Linked DNA regions of Sus scrofa: all the other regions are linked to region 1. Evidence: chromatin contacts called from public Hi-C and promoter capture Hi-C data. All regions are on one chromosome and are shown on one strand. The core of a region is the stretch at or near the end of the contact, and the rest is flanking DNA. Distances in the headings are between cores, read along the strand shown. Region 1 holds the start of ELP6 (elongator complex protein 6). Region 2 holds the start of SMARCC1 (SWI/SNF complex subunit SMARCC1). Region 3 holds the start of PTPN23 (tyrosine-protein phosphatase non-receptor type 23).

The links. Promoter capture Hi-C pulls out the DNA fragments that hold promoters and counts their contacts. Hi-C and Micro-C count contacts between places; a contact is called where the count stands out from the background.
Region 2: a contact with region 1 is called in a promoter capture Hi-C map of fetal skeletal muscle, with 2.6 times the contacts expected there. The contact joins the promoter of SMARCC1 here to the promoter of ELP6 in region 1. A contact is called at or near these places in 1 of 5 promoter capture datasets (fetal skeletal muscle), 2 of 47 Hi-C or Micro-C datasets (adipose tissue and embryonic fibroblasts) and 1 of 2 datasets of contacts at active chromatin or transcription factors (alveolar macrophages).
Region 3: a Hi-C map of liver shows a contact between it and region 1, with 11 times the contacts expected there. The contact joins the promoter of PTPN23 here to the promoter of ELP6 in region 1. A contact is called at or near these places in 6 of 47 Hi-C or Micro-C datasets (heart right ventricle, liver and skeletal muscle) and 1 of 2 datasets of contacts at active chromatin or transcription factors (alveolar macrophages).

What each region holds. Positions count from the first base shown.
Region 1 is chr13:30,340,366-30,343,569 of Sscrofa11.1, reverse strand. It overlaps ELP6 (elongator complex protein 6), which reads left to right and starts at 1,618. Exons shown (of 7, transcript XM_003358419.4): 1 at 1,618-2,429. The coding sequence starts at 2,178.
Region 2 is chr13:30,574,644-30,577,847 of Sscrofa11.1, reverse strand. It overlaps SMARCC1 (SWI/SNF complex subunit SMARCC1), which reads left to right and starts at 1,578. Exons shown (of 29, transcript XM_021068731.1): 1 at 1,578-1,625; 2 at 1,628-1,792. The coding sequence starts at 1,593.
Region 3 is chr13:30,189,003-30,192,206 of Sscrofa11.1, reverse strand. It overlaps PTPN23 (tyrosine-protein phosphatase non-receptor type 23), which reads right to left and starts at 1,548. Exons shown (of 25, transcript XM_021068730.1): 1 at 1,273-1,548. The coding sequence starts at 1,356.

The DNA of each region.
Region 1 (3,204 bases), core at 369-2,868:
CATCTTAATCCCTGACTCCTAATTTATTCCTCCCCCTCTTTCCCTTTGGTAACTATAAATTTGTTTTCTATGTCTGTGAGTCTATTTGTTTTGTAAATAAGTTCATTTGTATCTTTTTTTTTTTTGGCCCCACCTGAGGCATATGGAAGTTCCCAGGCCAGGGACCAAATTAAAGCCCCAGTTTTGACCTATGCCACAGCTTCAGCAACACTGGATCCTTAACCCACATCACCACAGCGGGAACTCCTATATGTATCATTTTTAAAGATGCCACACATCAGTGATATCATGTGATGTTGTCTCTCTGTCTCACTTACTTCACTCAGTATGATAATCTCTAGGTCCATCCACGTCACTGCAAATGGCATTATTTCATTCTTTTTTGTGGCTGAGTAATAGATGTTAATTCTATGATTATGTATCTTAATAAATCTTATATATGGAGGGCCAACTAGAATGAGGCTATGTCAGTGGTAGAGAGGCAGCACTTTTTTCTTTTTTTTTTTTTTTTTTGGTCTTTTTAGGGTCTCAACTGCAGCACATGGAGGTTCCCAGGCTAAGGGTCTCATCAGAAATACAGCCGCCAGCCTACACCACAGCAACAGTAACTCCAGATCTGAGCCAAGTCTGCGACGAAACAACCTCACAGTTCCTAGTTGGATTCGTTTCCACCCTGCCATGACAGGACCTCCGAGAAGCAGCAGTTGCCACCGGCCTGCACCACAGCCACAGCAACTCGGGATCTAAGCAGCATCTGCAACCTATACCACAGCTCACGGCATCGCCGGATCCTTAACCCACTGAGCGAGGCTAGGGATCAAACCTGCAACCTCATGGTTTCTAGTCAGATTCATTAACCACTGAGCCACGACAGGAACTCCAAGCAGCACTCTTATTAGCTGGGAGAGGGAATGTTTTGTTTGTGGCTTAGACAATGTTCATGTTTCGTGTTCATCACAGTGATGGAGCGGTCTAGTTTTGTCTTCATCCATCATAATCAATTGATGTTGATGTTTTGTGAAATTGTTTATGCTCAACAGGGAAACACTGAGACCTAGCTGTGTCAAAGTAGCTCCTGGATAACACGGCCTGCCTTCTTTTTCACACAGCAGTAATCATGAAACATCCCACCCTTGGCTAGAGGATCTAAGTGATTTTGACACAGAGGCAGCCTCAGTTTCCAGCCCAGGTGCAGAGCTTTAGATCATGACTGCATTCCAAATCTATCCTAATCTTGTAGTTTCCATGGAGACCCTGGTCTGCTTTGCAGTCCCAGCCAGATTTTGACTCGTGTACATGCAGCTGTGCTTCATTTAAATTCCCTTTGAACCCCACATCGTCATACAACTCTCTCCTTTGCTTGGTGACAGGTTCCTGGCTCTCTGCTTGTGTGCTATCTCCCTCACTACAATGAGTAAATAAACTTAATTTTGTCGAATTACAGATTTGTCTCTGGGGATCTGAGGTTGCTTGGGCTAGAACAAAAACTATACATATAAAAGCTACAGAAAAAATAACAGCAGGTGAAAAGGATAAGAAGTGCTGGGAAAGGGACAGTTTGCAATTTAAATAGGATGCTCAGGGAAGGTCTGTCAAGGTGATAGCTGAGTAAAGACGTAAAAAACGCGGGGGTTTTTTGAACGGCTTATTATCTGGGAAAAGAACATTCCACGAGGGGGAAACAGGGCGAAAGCCCCGAGGAGGAGCATACAGGGCGTGTTCCAATCATATCTGGTCAGTGACCCTACCCTGACAACACCTTTAATTCTGAAACCTACCCATACCCCATTGTTACTTCCTTGTATGCTTTTTCTTTTTTCCATAGAACTTTTCAATGTATCATTTCACGTTTATTTTTTAATTAAAAACAAAAAGTATAGTTGATTTACAATGTTGTGCCCATTCCGTGTTGATTATGTTTGTCTTTTGTTTTTCACGAGGGCGGGCATCTTCCCTCCTCTGGTTAGGCGATGTAGCCAAGCTTCTAGAAATGTGGCACACACTACAGGAGCTCGACAGGCTATACAGTCCGGAGGTCCTGGGCTGGGGAGAGAGCGCAGCCAAGGGAAGGAGGAAGAGGCCCAGTCGCCTGGTACCTTGGGGAGCCCCTACGAAGGGCCTGCAAAGGAACCACTGTCCAAGGCGCCTGGCGCCCGGCCCCTGGCCCCTGGCTCCGGATGCGCGTCGCGGCGCCTGCGCAGGCAGCGGCCCGGTCCGGGCGCTCGCTTTATTGGCTGCGGCGGGATCTTAGAAGAGGCTTTGCGCATGCGCGCTCCTGCCGCACGGGCCTGAGTGGTGGGTGTCGCTCTCCAGCTTCAGCCGTCTCTGCCGCAGCCCCATCTCTTCGTCCAGGGCGCTCCTTCGCAGAGCTGAGAATGTTCTCGGAACTCAGTAACCTTCTCAACACCAGTCCTGACAAGGTGGAGCAGGTAAAGGTCGTCAGGAAATGGGCGGGTCCCGGGAGCATGGCGGAAGACGGCGTACCCGGATGAAGCGCACTCTGACCTGTGGGAAATTACACGTTGGTCCGGAGGTGCGGGGGTGCCTGGGAATTGTAGTCCGCGGAGGGCCCACTGGGGGACTGGACAGGACTCTTGGGCTTGCGGAACGTGGGCATCTCGACCTTATTGCGCCTTCTCAAAGGCCGTGTGTGCCCTTGAGGTTCACAGGAAGCATATCCAACCTTTGGATTGGCTTAACTTCACAAACGTGTACCAGCGAGCTCTATGCATGTTCAATAAGGTGGGCGTCCTGGCGCCCAAAAGTGCTTGCCCGAGAGGAGAGGAGAGTTCCACCCTCTACCCTTCTCATGGGACCCGCTTCTTAACCGTCCTGAGCCTTCCTCTGGCCCGGGAGCGCTTGGCGGGTCGCACTGAACGCTGCTGCGCTTCTTCCTCCTTATGGTCTCTAATTGTGCTCTTTCAAGCAGCTCTCAGCCCACCTTTAGCACCACAGCTTCAACACCCTCTTTCCCGCGCTCTAGGCCATCTCTAAAATTTTTACATTTTAGTCCAAGTGTTACCTCTCCTAGGAACATATTTGGTTTATTTCACAACTATTGTTTTCCTAATGAAATGGTAAGCTCCTCCGGCAGCCAAGACACCGAGGGTGTAAAGCCTTTTTATGACTTAATAGCGCCAAGCAAATAGTTTTCAGTAGATCCTTATGCATTTTAATTGCCCCGCGGTTCTTGTCTGCCCAAGC
Region 2 (3,204 bases), core at 329-2,828, 230 kb before region 1:
TGGGTTTGCCACCCACTGAGCCACAGTGGCAACTTCCCAAACTAATACTTTTTTCCCTTGTTTGTTTTTTTAAGGGCCACAACCATGGCATATGGCGGTTCCCAGGCTAGGGGTCACATCAGAGCTGTAGTTGCTAGCTTATACCACAGCCACAGCAGCAATGCTGGATCTGAGCCACGTCTGTGATCTACACCACAGCTCACGGCAACGCCAGATCCTTAACCCCCTGATCGAGGCCAGGGATCGAACCCACAACTTCATGGTTCCTAGTCGGATTCCCTTCCCCTGTGCCACGATGGGAACTCCCTCCCTGATCACATTCTATTCATTCTTAAAAGTTGGTCTCAAAAAACTCGCCAGACTTTTCTCGAAATTAGTCACTTGCTGTTCTGAGGTCAGCTAGCACTGTGTTCAAAACTCCATAATGGCCAATAACACTTCGCTAATAACTTAAATCCCTTCTGCTTCTTTGTGGTTCATTCATTCATCTAATATTTATTGTACATTTGTTAAATAACAGGCCCTGTTCCCAGCACTGAACCTGTGAACAGGTAAAGTTTAGGCTCTCATGTAATTTCTCTGAGAAGAAAATAAAGACCAACTATGCAGAGAATGTCAAATGAGTATGATTGTTCAAGATTGTACAAAAAGTTCCCTAGTGGCACACTCTGTTAAGGATTTGGTGTTGCTGCAGCTGTGGTTCAGGTCTCGGGTTCAATCCCTGGACAGTTAACTTCCACATGCCGCTGATACAAAAAAACAAAAACTTAAGATTGTATGGTCAATACAGAAAAAAAACAACAAATTATAAACCTGCCACTCAGAAATTAAAAAAATAAAAAAAAGATTGTAATGGTCAGGGGTTGCTTTTGTGAAATACGAATTTGAAAGCGCCTAAGTGACAATTAGAGGGGAAGAGGTGTCCAGGTCGTGGGGACAACTGGTGCAAGGGCCCCGAGGCAGGGACAAGTTGGTGTGGCTGAAGCCTTGATAGGGTGTAAGATGTAGATGTGTCAAGTCGAAGAATGGTCGAAGGTAGTCGTCCCATGTGAGTGTTTTGTAAAGGCCGACAAGGTCACTTCGTGAAGAAAGTCTGAGGGCAAGTGGGGGCAGGCAGAGATTCCCACCTGGACTGTGGGTTCCTCCGCCGGCATGCGACACCGCATATAGGCTCTCCCTTGGAACATCTCACACCATCCCTTTTCTCCGGGCGGTTACAGTCGATTACAAAGAATCTCCGTGCCCCTGTAGACTGCATAACGACTCGACAAAGGGAACCAGGAAACTGCCAGAGGCACAGAAAGCGAGTCTAGGTGGCGGAGAGGATGCGCAGGCAGCCCCAGATGACGGAAGGGGCGGGTGGATTTGTTCTGCGGCTGGCCTGGCGTGAGTGCTGCGCATGCGTGTGCGCGTGCCCTTGTCGGTTAGGGCGCCGGTCCGGAGAAGGGGCGGGGTCGGGTATCTGTGCCGGAAGGAGGCTGGTTGGGCGGGGCCGGGAGGCGGCGGTGGCGGCTGCGCGCGCGCGCGCGTGCGAACGGGGAATACCGCGAGGGCCGGGGCGGGCGAGGCGGTGGGGACGACGGACGGCGACCATGGCCGCGGCGGCGGGCGGCGGCGGGGGGGGCTGGGGGCGGCGGCGGGCGTCGCGGGCACGGGAGGCGTGGCGGCGGCGGCTGGCCTGGCTGTTTATCGGCGGAAGGACGGCGGCCCGGCCAGCAAGTTTTGGGAGAGCCCGGAGACGGTGTCCCAGCTGGATTCGGTGCGGGTCTGGCTGGGCAAGCACTACAAGAAGGTAGGTTCGCGCGCCCGTAGGGCGGGGAGGCCACGAGAAGGGGGCCGGGGGCGGCTGGTGGCCTCGCGGGCCTCGGGCCGCCCCTCCCCCCGCGCGCCACGAGGGACAACAAAGGCAGGAGCCTGGACCACCACGCCCCCGCGGTGCGCTCTCGGCGCCAGCGCGCTCTGGGCTCCGCCGGCCCTCTGGGTTTTCCTTGGAGCCCACGCTCCCGGGGCGAACTCTGTGAAGGAGCAGGTCGAGCTCAGCAACCCGGAGGGTGTGAATCTTTCTCTTTTGTTGGCTGCTTTAGGTGTGTGAACCGTGGTTATTAAAACTGTGCTAGAGTTGTAAAAGTAGCTGCAAGTTTTATTTAGAGAGTAGTCTTCACAGGTTAGGTGGCTAAGGTTAGGTGACCTCTTATTGAAATGCCAACAGGACTGTGGATGATTGTACCCGGACATTAGTAACAGCTGGTTAATACAATCAGACTATTGATGAGACCTATTAAAAGGGGCTTTTACCTCACCTTACGTCTGGTTATGTATAGGGGGGTTGCATGAGATAATGTTCACTTGTACATAATGTGAGGCATTCCCTGAGAACCTATTTATGTTACACCCTACTTCATGTCACCTTTGTTTTCTTCATACCACTTTTTAAGATTATTCTTTTCAATAACCTGTTTCTCCTACCTTGGAGTGTAAGTTCTACTGAGTCAGTGGTATTGAAAGTTGTGACTTAGTCCTTTGTTAATAACACATTTTTTAGCTTCTTAATTTTTTTTTTTTCGGTGGCCCCCAAGTCGTGTGGCCAAGGCAGGAAGTTCTTGGGCCAGGGCTTGAACCTGAGCCACAACAGCAACCCTAGCCACTGCAGTGACAACTCAGAAACCTTAACCCACTGCACCCTAAGAGAACTCCTTAGCTCACCCTTTATGTAAATAATTAGAGATGACTCCCTTAGAAGGTGTTAGAAAGCAGAATACCAAAAATACTGTCTGTGTCCCTGCTTTTCAGTTCTCTACTTCCCCCATTATGGACCATAGCCACTGGGGTGAGGACCTTGTCAGGCCTGTTCACTGCAGTGTGTCCTGGAACATGTTTAGTACTCAATTGTCTTGCCCTTAGTAGTTGCTTAGTCAATTTTTTTTTTTTTTTTTTTTTTTTTTTTTTTGTGTTTTTGCCTTTTCCAGGCTAGGGGTCTGATCAGAGCTGTAGCTGCCAGTCTGCACCACAGCCACAGCAACGAGGGATCCGAGCTGTCTGCTGCCTACACCACAGCTCACAGCAAAACCAGATCCTTAACCCACTGAGTGAGGCCAGGGATTGAACCCGCAGCCTCATGATTCCTAGTCATATTCGTTAACCACTGAGCCACAACAGGAACTCCAGTAAATATTTGTTGAGTGAGTGAAAAGATAAAGTAGTCTA
Region 3 (3,204 bases), core at 299-2,798, 150 kb after region 1:
ACAGCTATGGCACTGGTCAAAACCGTGGCTCAGATCTGATCCCTGGCCTGGGAACTCCAAATGCTGCAGGGCAGCCAAAAAAAGAAAAAAAGGAAGGACCAGATGGAGAAAAGACCCAAGTTTTGGACAGAGCTAACAAGATTCTGGAATTTTAGATCAACTAATCTAACTTCCTGGTCTTACAACTGAGGGAAAAGATGCCCAAAGACATTAAATTATAGACCCAAAGGAATACAAACTGTTAGTATCTGAACTAAGGCAGGGGTGTAAAGAGAGAAAGAGAGAGCTTCTTGGGAAACTACTTTTTAACCAATTTTCTTTCTTCTATTTCTTTTCTCAAGCACCTGAGTGGTGCACCATCTAGCTTTTGGCAGACGCTGTGCTAAAACCACAAGGATGTCAAACTCCAAGGGCCTCCTGGTTTTACTTTTCACTTCCCCTCTTACTCTCAATGCTACCAGTGGTCCTTCCCAAGGCAGTAGATACATGCCTCAGACAGCACCTGATTCCCAGTCGACAAACCTGGCCCCATTTTGTACCGGCCATACATGATCTCGCCATAGCGTTCCCTTCCCTCCATTAAGGCTAAACCTGCCTGATTCCTCCCTCCAAATGAAGATTCAACAAACGACTGCGAAGGTCTCTCCAGGAGCTTCAACACTGTTTATCCTCTCTGAGCAGTCGTGAAAAGCAGCAACCCTCCCCCAGATGACATGGAACTGCATCTTTTGGTCCAAATGGGATCCAGATTAGAGTTCTTCTGAGATCAGAAGAGAATTGCATCAAATGTCAGAGAAACTCCAATCGCAGATCAAGCATTCCAGTGGGTCATCCTCATCCTAGTCGGGTCGTGGACTGATTGCGCACCGAGCGCCGGGCACAACCATTCCACCCAGACGGTCACAGGGGGACGCCCACTGATCTCCGTGGGACAGTCCTGGCGTGAAAAGGGGGCGGGCAGAACTAGATCCAGAGCGTCACACAGAGGAAGTGAGGTGCCTTGGTGGGAACCGTGGATAGCCCTGGGCCAGAAGTGGAAAAGCTGGTTCCAACCAGACAGCGGGAGCTAGCCCCGGGCGGGCGAGAAGAGAAAATGGTCTGCGGTCTCGCGTGGGTGGACCAGGCTAAGGAAAGTCAGCGGAGGCCGTTCCTGCCTCACCCGACCCTGCGACAGGGCCTGGGAGAGAATGGACGCGCAGGGGGCGTCACGCGCTGGCGGACGACGGAGATACCCCGGAAAAGTGGGGGGTGGGGGGTGGGAGGCGCACTCACCTTCTTCACGGCTGACTGAAAGTGGAAGTCACCGGCCTCTTTCAGGTCCAGCCAGATCATGGGCATGCGGGGAACGGCCTCCATGGCGGCTGGCGCTCCCCCTGCCACCCAGCAGCTTCCCTAGCTTTAACAGCAGGGGCTCAACCGCGCGCACCGCACCGCCCCTCCACGCCGGAAGTCGCTTGTCACGCGGGGATGAAAAAAAAGCCCCCAGGGCCTGCTGGGAGATGCAGTCCCCGTCCGCGCAGCCTTGCGTCCAGGATCAGTTTCCGTTGCGCATGCTCAATCTCCTCCGCGTGAGACTAGGGCGTAGAGGGCAAAATCTCCAGCCAGCGGCGAAAGCGTTTCTGGGAGTAGTAGTCTTTCTGCACTGATCTTCCAGGCAGGGCGCCTACTGGTTTACTTCTCCAGAGCAAAGTAAACCTGCCAGGTCTGGCTACAGCCCTTAGCGTTCTCTACTCAGGGGAAGGACATTAAAAAACAGTCCTGTAGGAGTTCCATCTGCGGCGCAGGGTCCGGATCCAGCACTGCCCTGCGTAGGTGGCAGGTGCAGCTAGGATTTGATCCCCTGCCTGGGAACTGCCTGCTGCAGGTACGGCCGAAAAAGAAAAAAAAAAAAAAAAAAAAAGGTTAAAATGACAGACTTTACGATAGGTACATCTTACCAAAATTTAAAAAAATGAAGAAGAAAGAAAGAAAAGAGGAGTTCCTGTCGTGGCGCAGTGGTTAACGAATCCGACTAGGAACCATGAGGTTGTGGGTTCGACCCCTGCCCTTGCTCAGTGGGTCAAGGTTCCGGCGTTGCCGTGAGCTGTGGTGTAGGTCACAGACGCGGCTCGGATCCTCCTTTGCTGTGGCTCTAGCATAGGCTGGCAGCTACAGCTCCGATTCGACCCCTAGCCCGGGAACCTCAATATGCCGCAGGAGCTGCCCAAGAAATGGCAAAAAGACAAAAAAAAAAAAAAAAAAAAAAAAAAAAAAAAAACAGAAAGAAAAGAAAAGAAAATTCAAGGCCATGAAGATAAAAATTTTTTTAAGGAAAAAGAAAAATTTACCAGCATCTTAAAAGTTGTTTCTGGAGGACTATCTTGGAGTCACCTTCTCATAGGTGGGAGAAATGATGATAAGACCACAAGTCTGAAATCAAGGTATCAGCAATGTTGGTTTCTTCTGAGGCCTTGCTCCTTGGTTTGTAGATGGATGTCTTCTACCCGTGTCTTCTCATAGTCTATGTTCTAATCTCCTTTTTTTTTTTTTCTTTAAGTCTTTTTGCCTTGCCTAGGGCCACTCCTGCGGCATATGGAGGTTCCCAGGCTAGGGGTCCAGTTGGAGCTGTAGTTGCTGGCCTACGCCAGAGCCACAGCAACACTGGATCTGAGCCGCGTCTGCGAGCTACACCACAGCTCAGGGCAACGCCGGATCCTCAACCCACTGAGCAAGGCCGGGGATTGAACCCACAACCTCATGGTTCTTAGTCGGATTGGTTAACCACTGAGCCACAACGGGAACTCCCTAATCTCCTCTTACAAGGACACCAGTCATATGGGATTAAGGCCTCATAACCTCCTGTTAACTTAATTCTTTTTGTTTTTGTGTTTTTCAGCTGCACCTGCAGCATATGGAAATTCATGGGCCAGGAGTGGAATATGAGCTGCAGCTTCGACCTCTGCCACACCTGCAGCAAAGCTGGATCCTTAACCTTTTATGCCAGAGCGGGAACTCTTAGTTAACTCTTTAAAGACTCCATCTCTGGAGTTCCCTTCATTGCACAGTGGAAACAAATCCGATTAGGAACCATGAGGTTGACAGTTTGATCCCTGGCCTCACTCAGTGGGTTAAGGATCTGGCATTCTTGTGAGCTGTGGTGTAGGTCATAGACGAGGCTCGGATCTGAGTTGCTGTAGCTGTGGTGTAGGCCGATTGGACCCCTAG